Linked DNA regions of Oryctolagus cuniculus: region 1 is linked to region 2. The links are chromatin contacts, called in public Hi-C maps. All regions are on one chromosome and are shown on one strand. Each heading gives the region's core, a stretch centred on a gene start, on an enhancer-like site or on the middle of the called end of the contact. The rest is flanking DNA. Distances are from core to core; before and after follow the strand shown. Region 1 overlaps ZNRF1 (zinc and ring finger 1). Region 2 holds the start of ZNRF1 (zinc and ring finger 1).

Evidence for each region. A called contact is a pair of places that touch in the nucleus more often than the background predicts.
Region 1: a contact with region 2 is called in a Hi-C map of an unstated tissue, with 2.5 times the contacts expected there. The contact joins the enhancer-like site here to the promoter of ZNRF1 in region 2. A contact is called at or near these places in 2 of 6 Hi-C or Micro-C datasets (liver and an unstated tissue).

What each region holds. Positions count from the first base shown.
Region 1 is chr18:57,553,489-57,556,217 of mOryCun1.1, reverse strand. The region is part of intron 1 of ZNRF1 (zinc and ring finger 1); the gene reads right to left. Among named protein-coding and RNA genes, the nearest start is that of LDHD, 50 kb to the left of the region's middle. Within about 2 kb of position 1,302, at least 5 of the 8 cell types and tissues checked have an H3K27ac peak or open chromatin away from gene starts, as enhancers often do.
Region 2 is chr18:57,474,870-57,477,809 of mOryCun1.1, reverse strand. It overlaps ZNRF1 (zinc and ring finger 1), which reads right to left and starts at 1,354. Exons shown (of 5, transcript XM_070062745.1): 1 at 296-1,354. The coding sequence starts at 722.

The DNA of each region.
Region 1 (2,729 bases), core at 53-2,552, 78 kb before region 2:
ATAATTTATCCACACATTTTTTTTTCTTTTTCTTTTTTTTTTTTTTTTGACAGGCAGAGTGGACAGTGAGAGAGAGAGACAGAGAGAAAGGTCTTCCTTTGCCGTTGGTTCACCCTCCAATGGCCGCCGCGGCCGGCGCGTTGCGGCCAGCGCACCGCGCTGATCCGATGGCAGGAGCCAGGAGCCAGGTGCTTTTCCTGGTCTCCCATGGGGTGCAGGGCCCAAGCACCTGGGCCATCCTCCACTGCACTCCCTGGCCACAGCAGAGGGCTGGCCTGGAAGAGGGGCAACCGGGACAGAATCCGGCGCCCTGACCGGGACTAGAACCCGGTGTGCCGGCGCCGCTAGGCGGAGGATTAGCCTAGTGAGCCGCGGCGCCGGCCTATCCACACATTTTTAAAGCACCTTGTAGAACAGTGTATAGAGTGTGCCTCCCTCAGAAACAGAGAAACCCGCAGATGCCTGCATCACATGAGCAAGGCCATGCTTCTACACATGCACACTCGATGTTGCCAATGGCTACCTGGCCACCCACCAGTGACATGGCCTTATACATTGAACGCCCTGCAGCGTGTGATTTTGTTACAAGGGATTCAAATTACCTTCATAATAACAAAAACAAAAGAAAATTTTTAAAAATCAAGTCCCCTCAGTCCCCAAGCCCCACCCCAATTATCCTGGATATCAACTAAAAGTCATGGTGGCCAGGACTGCTGCTAGCAAGAAAGCACAACCCAGAGTCTGGGCTGGACCATGTGGCTCTGGCAGAAGCAGCCCTGGGGGAGTCTTGTCCATGGCAGTGGTGTAGGGCCACGTCCCCCAAAGGGGCTGCCCTACCGGCCCCAGCCCAGGGGCAGTGCGGGCAGAAGGTTCTACAATGAGAAGTGAGCAGCCACCCGAGGCTCTCGTGTCATCTTGCCTTCCCCCTTCTGTTTTCAGCTCCAGCTGCCTGCTTACCACACGTAATCCTCTCTGTATTACCAAGGCAATGTGATTGGTGTAATTTCTCACTCCATGAAAGCACATCTCCCTTCTCCTTTTGTGAAAGCACAGGACCTACTAAGCAGGGGCCACAGGCTCTCGAGATAAAGTGGGATCTATCCTCTTGCCCCCGCTTCTTCAGTTTGAGACCTGGGTTCTGCAGCCCAGCACACCCACACTGCTGTCCAGGGCCACCCTTGCTGGGCTGTGTGAGGGACACAGGACGGGCACACATGCTCGCTGGGGAGCGCACACACAAGACCAAGGCTGGCCGCGCAGTCAGTCCTTCCAAAAGGCTCCTCTGGTTCTCACTGACGCAAGGCACACAGGGTGCCAAGTATTGCAAGAATAGCTGAGTGCAGCCAGAAAAAGTCTTCATTCTCTCTCCATAGCAGCTCTGAGCCTGCTGCTCATTTAGCTTTTCCATCCACCCAGGAGGACGGTGGGAGGGGGAGGAGGAAAAGAAGAAAAGAACCTGGGCAGCAGCTCTCGTTTCTGGAGTCAGCCCACGTGCTGGGCACGGCCTAGGCACTTTGTTTGCATTATTACATTCAATCTTGTGGACCTTTGTTGGGTAGGATTATCACTCTCAATGTACAGATAGGGAGGTGAAGATCAGAAAACTATGAGTGACTTGAGCAAAGATCCCAACCAGGCAGTCCGAACTAGGGGCAACATGGAGAGAAATGCCCCAGGCAAGGCAGGAGGTGGGGAGGAGTACCCAAACCAAAATGCAGACTTGTTCCTCTCCTCCAGTCAAAACAGAGCAACTGAGTTTGTATTTAAAATCAGGCCCTGTCTCAAAGATTAGCTAATGGGAGACTCAAGGTAGGGGAAAGTTCTAGAAAGAATATTCCTATATTCCTTGGGGGTGATCTAGAAACACATAAGCAGGACTGTAAGAAATACGGGGGATGGAGCCCTGGGTTTTAACACAAATCCTAAGGCGGGAGATCATCTCCAATCCCTCTCCCTGCTGAGGGAAGCAGATGCACCCAGGGAGGTCCCAGCCACTTCCCCTCCTTCAACGCTGGACAAAAGCAGCCACTGCTTTGTGTCTGGAGTTCTCCCCCTTTTCACTCTCCTCTGGCTGAAATGGGTCCTTCTTGATCCCTGAGCTGAGCGGCAGGGGGCAGGGTCTGCAAGCCACAGCTGCAGGACATCAGAGTCCACAAAAGGATTCAAACTCTGCGTAGCCCACTCGAAACCACCAGCATGCGGTCTGCCTTCATTTAGAGGAGATTCAAACATTCTAGAGTGGATCAAGATCTTCACACTAACATTTAAAACACAAACAAAACACCACCATGTTGTTTCTAAGCTACATCACACGTACACCTCACAGTGGCAAATGCTGAACACTGGTGAAACACCACAGCAGGGCGGAGGTGGGAGGGGCGAGAGATGAGCCAGGATAAGGTGAAAGTAAAGCCAGGTGGAGCCCGGCTGTCTGGGGTCGGACTGGGATTCCTTCCACTGCAATCGAGGCTGCAATCTACGCCTCACCTCCAGGAACTACATCACCTACGTCCACCTAGGCCAGGCTGGAGGCATCCTGCTCACCTATCAGGGCGTGAGGAAGGAGACACTGGCTGGATAGGAGACAGGGGACTGCACAGGGAGCAGGAAGCACTCACATTCTCATGGGAGGTCTGTGCCAAACACGTGCCGGCTCTGCACAGAGCTCAGCATCTGTCTCCATTTTCAGACCTGGGAAGCGAGAGACTGGCTAATGCCTCTGTTCCTTC
Region 2 (2,940 bases), core at 105-2,604:
CTGAAAAGCCAGACAAGCCCTCTTCTCCGAGCAAGGAGATGCCGATAAAGGGGACTTCCACAGGCAGGTTTCACTCTGCCCATCCACAAGCGAACACATGCCTGGAGTCCTGCAGCCTCGCAGACAGCCACTCATCTACAGGGTGGGGACCCATTCATCCCTTGGCACCAAGAACCCAAAGAAAGGCTGACACATGCAGGTCGCATACTCCGTATCCAAACCTCGGAGCGCGCGAAGGTTTGGGGCGCCCTCTTTGCACTCCACCCTCTGAGGCCTCCACCACCCGTGGACTCACCACTGTGCGAGCTGAACCACCTGGGTGCGATGTGCAGAGGTAGAGCATCCGCCAGCGAGGCTCGGGAGCCCAGGTACAGCATCCCGTCTCTATGGTGACCGCCGCCAGTCTCCTGGTAACCATTGCCATGGGCAAAGGTGGAGTCGGACGCCGACCCTCCGCCGCCGCCGGGCGCCCTCTCGGAGTCGCCGGTGCCCCGGGAGGCGGGGGTGTAGAGGCCAAAGGGCACCCCGCCGGCCGTGCTGGGGTCCATGCCCATGCCCGCCACCGAGCTGACCGAACGGCTGCGCAGCCCCATGGCTCCGCCGCCCGTCCTGTAGTGCCCGAAGTGGGGCGCCCCTCCCGGCGGCGGCACGGCGCTGTCATCGGTGGAGACCCCCGGGAAAGGGCCTCGAGAGCGGGCTGCCGTGCTCTGCTTTCCCCCCATGCTCGCCCGGGCCCCGATGGGGCGGGAACCTGGGAGCCGAGACCCTCCCCCACTTCTCAGCAGCGGGGGGAGGGCTGGGCGAGCATAAAGGGGGAAGGAGTCAAAAAGGAGACCAGGAGGGGGAAAAGGGAAAAAAAGGAAAAGAAAAAAGAAAAAAAAAATTCCCGCGGGGAGGAGAAGCAGGCGGGCAGGGACCTCAAACTAAGAATTTAAAACGATCCAAGCCAAACGCATGTTTCCCTTCAAGGTCCAAAGAGGCGCAGTCCGGCGCGGGCTCCGCGCGCCACAGGCCGCCCCCGGGCTCGGAAAGCCGGGCGAGCCGCAGGGAAGGAGGGAGGGAGGCGGCGGGCGGGCGCAGGGAGGCGCCGGAGGAGGCCGTCCGCCCCACAGGAGGCGGCGGCGGAGGGCTGGGGGCGCCGGGCGCGTCCCCCGCCTCAGGACGCGGCGACCATGGACGGCGGCCCGGACCCCTCAGGCCGCGGGAGGGCTCGGCGCTGGGCGGCCAGGCGGAGCTCTGGAAGCCGCGGTCGCGTCGCGTCGCGCTCTGGCTCCAGCCGCCGCCGGCCCCGCCAGCCGCGCCGGCCCCTTGGTCCCGGGCAGCGCTCGCCGGCGCTCCTCGCCGCCGTGGAGACAATGGAGGGCGGCAGAGCGCAGGCGCGGCCCGCGCCCCCTCCCCCTCCCCCCCGCCGGGTTAACCCCTTCGCCGCCCCTGCGGCGCCCCGGCCGCGGCAGCCCCTGCGCTGCCCGGCCGCCCGCCCTCCTCCAGCGAGCCAGGGACGTGGATGGCCTGAGCCAGGGGACATCGGCCATGCAAGCAAGACGTCTTTCCCAAGCAAGCATTCGCAAAGAGGATAATTATTAAAGGGGGAAACCACTTATGGGGGAGGGGCGACCACGGTTCCAAGGGGTGGGAAGGGAACCCCGGGAAGAATGAAAATTATTCACTACGCCCACCTGGCTCTGAGGGTCACCGGTCGAGCTCCCCTCCCGGTCCAAATTTGCCCCCACAGCACCCTCTGGTGGACGTGGTGTCCAGTGTCTTGGAGGTTCCCCATCCAAGGACCCCAACATCGAGAAGCTTAGCATTTCGGGGTGTTCGCTGTTTCCAGATAAACAGCGCCCCGGGGCACTTGTGAATCCCAGGTTTTGCTGACATTAAATCAGAACTTCCTATCTGGGGCATTAAGCAGATGGGTCGATTCCTTTGCTAAAAAATGCAATGCTCAAAATCAATAAATTTATTATTAAAAATGGAAAGGTATAGACACGGAAAAAGAATATTTGGAAACTCCTTTGTCCAACACGGGAGCACTGTTTTGTTTGCCAAGCATTCTGGCATCCACCACAGGGTCAAGGACGCGGTAAGTACTCAGGTATTTGTTGACCCACCTGAATTTTGCAACCAAGAATGCCCTGTCCTTTTGTCACATAGTCACATCCATTCATTCATTGAGCAACGAGTTTTCAGGCACTAACTGCTGGCTCCGAGCACCATGATTTCCCACTTCTAAACCAAGAGCCAAAACAGGTTGTAAAAGAAAACCAAAAAGAACAGCTGGCTTTTGCCAGCATTTGGAGAGTGAACCAATGGGGTGAAAGCCCCCCTCTCTTTGTTCACTCTGCCTTTCAAGTAAATTTAAAAAAAAAATCCAGGTGAATGATCTAAAGAAAAATGGAAAAGCTTAAATTTAATCTAATTTCCTCCTAGGAGAAAAATTTTGAGGAATGAAGAGGGATGTTCAGATGCAGACACCAGATAGATCCCTCACAGACAGGCCCCGTCAGCGGCCTAAATACACACCACCAGATCCCTCACAGACAGGCCCCGTCGGCGGTCTAGATACACACCACCACCAGATCCCTCACAGAAACGCCCCGTCAGCAGTCTAGATACACACCACCAGATCCCTCACAGACAGGCCCCGTGGGCGGTCTAGATACACAATAACCATTGCAACCCACCCCTTTGCTTTCCATTTTATTCATTCCACACCTTTTTAGTGTATTTAACCAAATATTTAGTATCTTGTAAGTGCTAGGCACTATACTAGATTCTAGGATACCGTGGAGAACAAGACAGATAAACCACCTTTTCTCACAAATTTCAGAACCATTTCACATGCAAGCGGATGGCTGCAACCAAAGGGACAATGACAAATGTTGGTGCCAAGTGGAGAAAAAAGACTTTGCTGACCAGAACGTAAAATGGTACAGCTGC